3 separate regions of the Sus scrofa genome follow, and all the other regions are linked to region 3. The links are chromatin contacts, called in public Hi-C and promoter capture Hi-C maps. All regions are on one chromosome and are shown on one strand. Each heading gives the region's core, a stretch centred on a gene start, on an enhancer-like site or on the middle of the called end of the contact. The rest is flanking DNA. Distances are from core to core; before and after follow the strand shown. Region 1 holds the start of EDRF1 (erythroid differentiation-related factor 1). Region 2 holds the start of BCCIP (BRCA2 and CDKN1A-interacting protein). Region 3 holds the start of ABRAXAS2 (BRISC complex subunit Abro1).

Evidence for each region. Promoter capture Hi-C pulls out the DNA fragments that hold promoters and counts their contacts. Hi-C and Micro-C count contacts between places; a contact is called where the count stands out from the background.
Region 1: a promoter capture Hi-C map of liver shows a contact between it and region 3, with 4 times the contacts expected there. The contact joins the promoter of EDRF1 here to the promoter of ABRAXAS2 in region 3. A contact is called at or near these places in 2 of 5 promoter capture datasets (fetal skeletal muscle and liver) and 1 of 47 Hi-C or Micro-C datasets (heart right ventricle).
Region 2: a contact with region 3 is called in a Hi-C map of liver, with 8 times the contacts expected there. The contact joins the promoter of BCCIP here to the promoter of ABRAXAS2 in region 3. A contact is called at or near these places in 1 of 5 promoter capture datasets (liver) and 1 of 47 Hi-C or Micro-C datasets (liver).

What each region holds. Positions count from the first base shown.
Region 1 is chr14:135,040,699-135,043,879 of Sscrofa11.1, forward strand. EDRF1 (erythroid differentiation-related factor 1) reads left to right here and starts at 1,384. Exons shown (of 25, transcript XM_005671561.3): 1 at 1,384-1,622; 2 at 2,693-2,901. The coding sequence starts at 1,515.
Region 2 is chr14:135,130,055-135,133,210 of Sscrofa11.1, forward strand. It overlaps BCCIP (BRCA2 and CDKN1A-interacting protein), which reads left to right and starts at 1,274. Exons shown (of 8, transcript XM_001926083.6): 1 at 1,274-1,394; 2 at 1,397-1,461. The coding sequence starts at 1,313. UROS (uroporphyrinogen III synthase) reads right to left here and starts at 1,015. Exons shown (of 10, transcript NM_001244365.1): 1 at 790-1,015. The coding sequence starts at 821.
Region 3 is chr14:134,153,822-134,156,981 of Sscrofa11.1, forward strand. ABRAXAS2 (BRISC complex subunit Abro1) reads left to right here and starts at 1,860. Exons shown (of 11, transcript XM_021073619.1): 1 at 1,860-2,034; 2 at 2,936-3,160. EEF1AKMT2 (protein-lysine N-methyltransferase METTL10) reads right to left here and starts at 845. Exons shown (of 7, transcript XM_013983843.2): 1 at 685-845. The coding sequence starts at 791.

The DNA of each region.
Region 1 (3,181 bases), core at 134-2,633, 890 kb after region 3:
TCCCCAAAGGGTACAAATTAAATGTTCTTGAATAATCTTGAAAAACAAGTTAATGCACAAGTTAATGGTACTAAGTACTCAAAATAGACATAACCGTACATCCTAATTAGATATCCTGATATCCAAATATCCCAACGTTAGATATCTGTGTTCAACTTTTTGCTATAATGTAAAATAACGTGTTGCTTGCAAAAAAAAAGTACTGACTTCAAAAATACAAAATAATGTAAATACCAAAACGAACACGTGTCTACAAGACGTGCTATTAAATTGTTGGTAAATGCAGTTTGTAAAAATGTTTTGTTACATTTGAAAACAATTTGAGTCTGCTGTCACAAGCACTTCCAAATATGAATATAATTAGTAGTTATCAAAGCCTAATGTCTATTACAAACCGAGATAGTCAAATAACTGCAAAGGCAAAATTAATTTTAAAAAATCCTCAATATTTTACAGCAAAACAAAACAGGCATTTTTATAATGGATGTGATGGCATTTAACTACGCTTGACCTGATCTTGGCTGTGAGCTCGGAGAATAAGAGCGCCTAGTACCTTCAAAGCTTTAAGCCGTCCTTGGCTGTTTTTCTACCTCTTCGCTACTCAAAACACTGGCATCATATCCTAGGGAATCTAGGAATCTCAGGCCCCTCCCAGACTAACTGAAACAGAATCTTCAGGTCACCTGGATCCCCAGCCTTTTCCCCAGCACTTTAAGGCTGGAGAAATCCCTGGATCAATGGAATGAATGCCTTTTGCTAGTTCCCTGGGGGCCTGACAAACGGCGGGAGCACTTCCGTTGACGCTCCGCGAGTCACTAAGCGGCAAATCGCACCTTCGGTGGTGCCACCCCCTCTGAAGTCCAGCCCTTCAGCAAAGGCGGCGGGCCTCCTCGGCGCCGTCCTCTCCACGGAGCCCCGGCCCCCCGCACGCATTGTGATGCGCGGACAGGACTCCGAGTCCGGGTGAGCTGGAGTCTCGACCGCCATCACCTGGGCCTGTCTTCCCTTCCTGGGCCTGTGAGCCCGTCTGTAAACGAAGGGGACGCTGAAAGCTGGAGGGACGAGCGCTAGGACTTCACTACTTTAAAAAACGGGAGCCGCGGGTTACACCTACGGGGGCTTTTCCCCCGCCGACACAGGGAGAACCTCCGCGGCACTGCCGCGGCCTCGCGCCCAGGCCCGCAGAACTGTTTGCCAACAAAGACCCGCGTGCAAGGGGTGGAGCCTGAGAGTCAGATCACGCGGGAGGCAGTTCCCCGAACACTCTGACAGACGCAGGCGCACTACAGTTCCCGCGCCCGCCGCGAAGGTGGGCTCTGTCGGGGGAGGCCGGGCCGGGCCTCAGGCACAAAGATCGCGAGATTTGAATACGTCAGCACCACCTCTTCCTGTCAGAGGCCGGAAGTGCAGGGTGTCTCCGGCGCTTGCTTTACGGTGCTGCCGCGCCGCCGGGCCGCGGAACGTGCTGGGGCTTCTCGGCTTGAGCTTTGCCTCGCCTGCCCCGGACGGAGGTGATGGGGGACTCTAAGGAGGCCGTGGCTGAGGCTCCGCCGATTGGGGCCACTGCTCGGGACGGGCTCAGCCTCCTGTCCCAAGGAGAGACGGAGGAACCTTCTGCACAGGTGAGTCTGCCGCGGGGCGGGGCGGGACCTGCAGGGCTCGGGGGCTGCGGGCCGCTCGGCCGGGGAGGGATGTCACGGTTCCCAGCGGCTCCTGGAGCCTTTTCCACCCCTCCCGGACGGCCCCCAAAACGGAGTGGAAGTCCGAGTGCTTGTCGACAATTATTGAGGCATTTACTTGCAAGTCATTCGTGTCAGAAGCAGTCCTGGCTTCTCACTCGGTGGTAACCGACGGGTGAGTTAGACGCGATCTCTGCTGTCAGGGAGCGCGTATGTAAATATGTGGTTCCAAAATTGGCAGACTTGCAAGCTGGAGGGAGAAGGGAGCGCGCTGACCGAGACTGAGCCAGTGTTTGAAGTGTGCGGAGTGTTGGCCAGGCCACAAAGGGACAGCGTGAAAGAAGGTTGGAAGAGATATCTCAGACCCTGAGCTTTCTTGGGGGTGTGCAAGTGAAATCTGTGTCGTTTCCCCAGTGATTTGCTATGAAGTTAGACGTTCAGAGTATTTGTGCAATAAACTCATCAGGTATTAAACTCTTACTTAGAAACAGAAAAGGCCCAGGTATCTTACTGCAAGCTACTTTCCAAATGATGTATGTTATTGAAATTAAAATGCATGTTGAATAAATGTGGCATTTTGTTAACATGCTACTATTGACTCCTTGGTTTCTGTCTCTACACTTTCTATGAATCAGTTTTAAAAGTTAGTGTGAGAAAATGTATACATGTATGTGTGCCTGGGTCACCTTGCCGTGCAGTAGGAAATTGACAGAATACTGCAAACCAGCTATAATGGAAAAAATAACAATCATTTAGAAAATAAAGTGAGGTTGGTTGGCCTGCTTTTGCTAGATTGTAACCATAGTCATCACACTCCTTGGCTCATCTTTTTTGAAATGATGTGAAGAAGAGCAAAGCAAACTGTACAGTTTATGCTCACGTTTATTAAGTGCTCTTCGTGGTAGTGGCCTGTGTTCTTAGCAGCCTGATGTGGTGTCTGGTTTTCTTTTTATAAAGATGGGGTTTTCATTCTTAGTGGTGTTGATTCAAGTTCCACGTCATATGTTAATCAGGGATCAGCTTTATTTCTCGGCGGCAATGAAGTGAAGAGCCGAGCAGTGGTGAAGTACTCCTCTGCCCCGCCTCGGACGGCATTTGCGCGCCTGGAAGAGAAGACAGACTTGAAACTCCCACCTGCCAACTGGCTCCGAGAGAGTGCCAAACTCGGACCGGCAGGAACTACCATTCTTGGCAATAGTAAGAAAAGCAAGCCATTTTCAAGGTAAATATTAACTGATGGCATTTTCACCTGTCCCTCAAACCTCCCCCTTAAAACTCTTTATACCTGCTCTGCAGTTTAATTCGTAATGCCCATCAACTGGCCAAGATTTAGCTTTAGAAAAAGATCATGTTTGACTTTGAAAGTCCTCCCCCCCATAACAGGATTCTGTCATAACATGAAGATAACAGTTGCATGTTTATTTCAAGTCTATGTGGTGTTATTAATTAACAAGGATGAGTTTTGACCACGAAAATTCAATCAGCTGTTTTAATTTTAGCCA
Region 2 (3,156 bases), core at 24-2,523, 980 kb after region 3:
CCACAGCAACGCAGGATCTGAGCCGTGTCTGCAACCTACACCACAGCTCACAGCAATACTGGATCCTTAACCCACTGAGCAAGGCCAGGGATCGAACCCGCAGCCTCATGGTTCCCAGTCGTATTCGTTAACCACTGAGCTTCCACAGGAACTCCCCAAATAAAATTCTTTACAACAGGCTGCTGTATAAACCTGACCTGTAGATGAATTTTATTTGGCACAAGTTTTACAATTCAAGTTACTTTTTTTCCCCCTAAAAATCCAGAACTCCAGGTTCTCTTGAAATGTAAGAACTGACAACACTAGGCAGCATTTCCACTTGACCACCAGGGATCAGCTGCCAGGAGCACACCCCCTCGTTTGCCAGACTCCCCATCCACTCTCTTCCTTTACTATAGGCTCAGATCTGTAATGTGGATATTCCCACTGGCCCTTGAGCATTTAATGTTGATCACCAATTTTAAAAAAACTTCCAGGTCAAGAAATGCGCTTAAGGAGGGTGGGCTGGCAACAGGCATTAGGGTGGGATTCATTCCAAGGTTGTGCCAACGACTACGTGTGGGGGGATCCCCGTAGGGCCTTGCTTGAGCCAGGCTTGGGGGCATCTGCGCGCATCAGGCGACCTTCCATTCGGGGCCGACTACTGTCCCTGGACAGCACCCAGCACCCAGGCCAGCAGCGGCCTCGGGGTTCCAGCCCGACCTGTCACGCACAGGCTAGCGCAGCAGGCGGGCCCCCGCGTGTCCCAGGGACTCCGTCCTCGTTGGTACCGTGCGCAGCGACACCTACCTCGCCGGGCAAGTGAAGCACTCGGCAGGCATCCAGTCGGGGGCAGAATCTCAGGGTTCCCGCCCGCAGGCAGCGAGCCCGCCGGACAGACCAGTCCGGGGGTCGGCCCCTTCACCACGTGGCTTCCGCTGCCATGGCGACGGCCCACGCCGGGCCCCCAGCACCAGCGCCAGCGCCAGCTCCAGGGGTCGCGGAGCCGGCGCACCGCTCAGCTGAAGCTCGCGCATGCGCACCAACACGTAAGCCCGGGAGCCCGAGCGGAGATGGGTCGAACCACTGCGGGAAAGGGAGAGGGAGTCGTGGAAAGGCGTGAGGCTGGATGGAAGGAAGACGAAAAGGCCAAGACAGGGCCCTGAGTTGGACCTGACTCTAAGGTTTCAGGGCTGTGCAAGCTACCAGGGCAGGGGGATTGACACCGCCTCAGCGCCGAGGTTCTTCGTGATCTCCCACCCCCTCGGCTTGTGTGGGTGGGTCCGGAAGGGCGGGCGCGCGGAAGGGGCGCAGGCGCAGGGAGGCCGGCAACATGGCGTCCAGGCCCAAGCGGCGCGCCGTGGGCAATGGGTCTCCTGCTCCGCGCGATGAGGAGGAGGAGGAGGATGAAGTCGAGGGGAGGATGAAGACGATGAAGACAGTGACGAAGGCGAGGATGAAGAGGACGAGATCATCAATGAGGTGAGACGCATACGCGGCCCCGTCTGGCTTACATCTGGGAAAAAACCTTTCGGCAGCCGAAGCCGTGTGAATGTCTGCGCTGCTTCAAGTAGCAGCTGCCCCGCACCTGAGGGTCCTTAAGCAGAGGCTGCGGGTGGGAAAAAGTTCTCGCTTCGTTCTTCCCCACGCTCTAGCCGCAGTGTGGGTCCTGCTCCGGCCAGCGCGGTCCCTCCTACCGCCGCGACACCATCCTCCCCGCTGGCTTTCGTTGGTTTCACACTAACATCCCGAATCCTCTGGGGTCGCTCAGGGCCCCGGGCCCACCCTCTGACCTCCCCGCAGCCACTCAGCCTGGTTCCCCGGTGCCTGCCTCCCTCACCACGGCCTTCGGTCCGTTTCTCGAAGGCACGTCTCCTGCTCCTCCACGCGCTGCCTAAGCTGTCATTTCTGCCCCTCAAGCCAAGTCCTGGGGATCCATTCTCATAGAACTGGGAGCTGCCATAGACCCCCCGATATTTGTTTAATGAATAACTAGGACTGAATGATCTTGACGACCACAGGATGTCTAACAGTACTGCAGACATCACATGTCCAAGGCAGAATTTGAAACTTATGCCCCTGCTCTTAATCATTGCCATGTCTGTAAATGTTAGAAAACTAGGTTCGCCTTTTGGTAGGTGTGGGACCAGTAGACACAACCAAGCCAAAAATGGGGAGAAGGAAGGATTTATTAGTATTTGCATCAAATGAGGAGAACTTGGGGATCTTCCTTAAAGCTGTGTCTTCTGGGACTGCAAAATTGGAAAGTTTTAAGTTAAGGGTACATGCATATTCATGAAGGAGCTTGCACAGAGGAGAATAATGCATAGAATCGGGGCAAAAGTCAAGAAAGTCCACGTCTTTGCTGAAGTCTGGAGGGTCAACCTCACCTTTCCATCCTGGGGGTGGGGGGGAGGCGGCTTAGTTCCTGCAGAGCTCAAAGGTATTGCTGTGTAGATCCCTTGAGGAGGAACTGGGACTCTCCTTTATCCCTGCACTAGTCTCTGGCTGCCTTTTCTTTCTTCCTGCATTCTATTCCCCTAGGATCATGAGTTACTGAGACCTGTTAGGGCAGGCATTGTGGCCTGGCTTTGTCACAAAATGGCTTAAGCCAAAATGGCTTCTCTCATGTCATGCTTGGTTCTCCTTCTCTGGGGACCCTCTAACCTCTCTACTTACATAAATCCCCAAGTTCAGCAGTTGCTCAAATCCAAAACCTGAAGCTTTCATTCCTTTCCTTTCCTCGTCCCACATCGGTGACTCCCTTCATTTTAGCTTTACCTTCCGTGTCCCGACGTTTCTCATCAGTGGTCCAGCAGCAGTCACAGTCCACACGTCCACCATCTGGACTTCTCTAGTAACTAACTAGCACATGCCTCGTTTCCATTCTTGTTCCCCTGCAGCAGAGACATCTATTTAAAGGGTAGGTCTGTTCTCACTTTCCTGCTCTGAGCACTCCAGTGGCTTCCCACCTCATTTATAAGCAAATCCAAAGTCCTCATGGTTCTCGGGCAGGACAGCTAATGTGGCAGAATCAGAATAAGCAAGAGCGAGTGATGAGGGAGTAAAGTCAGAGATAAACATGAGTTGGGTTTAGCATGGGTGCAGGATTAGGGCTGAGACTGGCAATCGGTATATGATAAATTTTCCACTCAACAGAGCTTTCCCCACAAATCA
Region 3 (3,160 bases), core at 610-3,109:
AAACTTAAAACTTAACCTTCAACCTGAGCTGAAGACGTACTCTTACTCCTTTGAAATAAGACTTTACTTTTTTCCCTCCAACGGGCTTCTCGTCCTACTTCATCTCTCTAGAACCCCCCCCAAGTTACCTCTCACCATTGCCTTTTCCCACCGTCATGCATTCACCCGTCTACTAACCCATTAAATACTTACTGAGCGTCCGTCTTGGGTCAGGTCACTTTCTCCCAGCCCGAGATATGCCCACTGTCCTCTCTCCTTCCTCAGGCCATCCCCCCACTCCCCACTCTTCCAGCCTCCGTGTCCCTGCCCTCGTCCCCTTAACCTTTTCAGCCCCCTTGGCTGCGCAGTTCTCCCCCGGTCTCCAACCACCGCCCACCAGCCCGAATCGCCAGGCCGGCTCCCTCTCCCTTTCCCCAGGCTGGGCCCGAAGACCCAAGACCCCTAAAAAGCCTCCCCAGGAGCTCAGAGTCCATACGGCAGCCCACGAAGCCCGCAGACGTCAGCTCCCGAGGTGCTTCCTGACCCACCCAGCGCGGCCCCTCGGGAGCCCAGCCCTGCCATCCCGGGCCCTCGCCCAGGGCGGCCCTTTGGGCTCCTCTCGCCACGCCCCCCGGGCTCGCCCCGTCCTCCGCGGCCCCATCCAGACAGCGCCGCTCACCCTCCCCGGCCCTGCGCCACACTCACTGCTCTCGGGTCCCCAGCGCCGACGGGGCAAAGCCATCCCCTCCGGGACTGCCCCCCGGGGACCGCGCTGATGCCCCATCGCCGCCGCCGTCCGCGCCCTCGCTCATTGCGCTCGGCGCCCCGGACGGCCGTTGGGACCGCCATAGAGACGAGGCGCGGGCAGAGCGGACGGGCGGGCTGGCGCCTCTAGGAGGCGGGAGGCCGCGCTCTCTACTGCTCCCGGCCCCCGCGGGGGTCGGCCGTCCTTCCGCGCCTTTCCCAGCGCCGCCGGGGTCTAGAGCGCCCGGTCCCAAGCCCAGGCGTGGGCGGGGCGGGGCCTCGCCTTGGTCCCCACTCTCACTCCAGCCGGCGTCAGGTGCACCCCGTTCCTTGAGGTGCCCGCCTAAACGCTACCGTATTTGGGGCGCCCCCGGGGGGGGGTGTTGTTTGTAAGGGGCCACTCCAAGCATTGCGTTTTGGAGAAAAGCTGGCGGTGGGGGAGCCATACCGAATATAATCCGACACTGCTCCCCCCAAAGGTGCAGATCACCTCCTCTCTCCACGTCGTGGGCAAATCTGAAGAGTGGGTGGGACAGTCCGTCGCATTATTTGGCTTTCCGGTCAAAGGCTAATTCCATTTGCGGCTGGCATCCTGCCTCGAAAACAGCACTCTGGCCTCTTCTGACTTGACGTCACTCGTGGACAAGGGAATTTATGCCTGGTGAAATGAATGCTCTAGACACCCGCCCCACTCCCGCCTCGCATAAGTAGGCCAGTCATGGGTTTCAGAGTGCTTAGTGAAGAAAGAACTCGGAGAGTCAAGATGCCTGTCTCAGCTCTGCCCCTAACCAGGCATCCAGCCCTATCCAAGAGGCTTAGGCCTCACTTCTGTGTGCCTCGATTTCTTCACCTGCACCTTGCTGCCCCTGCACTGGTGACTGCTTCCCACCAGTGAACCTGAGAGGTATCTGCTTTTTGGTGGGACTGATACTGGAAGTTCGGTAGCATAATCCCAGGGGTCTTAGGGGCCAAAGGTCTGAGGGGAACTTCTGTAGCAGCAAAGACATACTGGTAGTCCAAAGTCCTAGGCAAGACTCTCAAAGGGCCCTAACTAGGCTGCCTTCCAACCAAAACCATGTTTCCTAGGCCACGTTTCTGTTGACATAGCAGAGAGAAGCCCAGTAACAAGTCCCTGGAGGTAAGCGGCATCAACAGTTGCCTTTCCAGCTCATGGAATCCCGATTCGGACTGCATGTGCATCTCCTCTGATGCAAGACGTTCCAAGATCTTCAGGCAACCGCTGATGATAGAATATGGTAAAAGACAGATGGGAGCCTATGTGTGTAGTGATTAAAGAACTCGAGAAAGTGCGTAAGTAACCTTATTACAGAGAAATAAAACCACCCGATGCCACAGTCAATTAGTGCTGCCCTGAGTGAATGGTTGTTGTGATCTTTCCTAGACGCGCTGCTAGAGAGAATAGGCTGGAATGTGACTGAGTGCGTCTTACAAAAGTGTTAGGTTCTAATGAAGAAGCACCCATGAAAGATAAGGCTGTCTTCAATCTGATGTCTTGCCAACACTTAAGATGTTTTTGCTGTGTGTGATAAACGCTATAAACAGTTGTTGGTATGGAGCCCTGGAAAAAAACCACAGTTTATACAGAATTCCTTCTCTGGCTCCAGGATTCCTCTGGCTGTTTAGTCCTGAAGGTTGTGTGGGGCACCATCTCTGATCTCCCAGGGCAACAGATTCTTGGTTGGGGTGGAGAAACTCTATCCCAGCAGAGCTGCCCATCACCAGGGAGAAGCTGGAATGTGCCAAGGAACACGGTCCCTCCCACTCGGTGCCCATTACATGAGTCAAGGGGGAAGCACTGAGAGTACACTGGGTTGCCTGTCTCCCTCTCACTCCACCAATCCCTGCAGCCCGGAACCCTGCGCACCTACAACTTCTCTGAAACTGTGCTTTTGGGAGTTCTCAGCCGCTTCCCAATTGGCAAAATGACAGTCAAGTTCCAGGCAATCCCAGTTAGGGTCATAATGGAAGCATCCTCTGAAAAGGTAGCATGGAGTGAAAACCTAAAAGAGTTTGTCACAGGTTGTGTTCCTGGGGAGCAGAGTGTAAGACCAAGCAGGAGGAAGTTTATTAGGGTGTGCTCTCAAGATCCCCACCTACTGGGGAAGGGAGAGAAGCAGGGTTAGACAGAGGAAGTACTTAGACTGGGGTATGGTTACAACAGAGCCTCAGCTAACACCCTCTCCCCTGACAGAGCCCTGGGAAGCCAGAGTGATCCTTTGGAATTTTGAAGTTTGATTGAAGGAGCTGGGTCTTTATTCGTCGGCATTGACCAGGCATTGAATGCCTGTTTGCTCAGAACAGGAGAATTGATCTTGGGTGATGAGACTCTTCCTCTAAAGGTAATTCCAAACGCCCCAACAGCTGGGATAATAACTCAATCAGTCCCGTACGGGGCTGTCTGGGTCCCACGTCACCA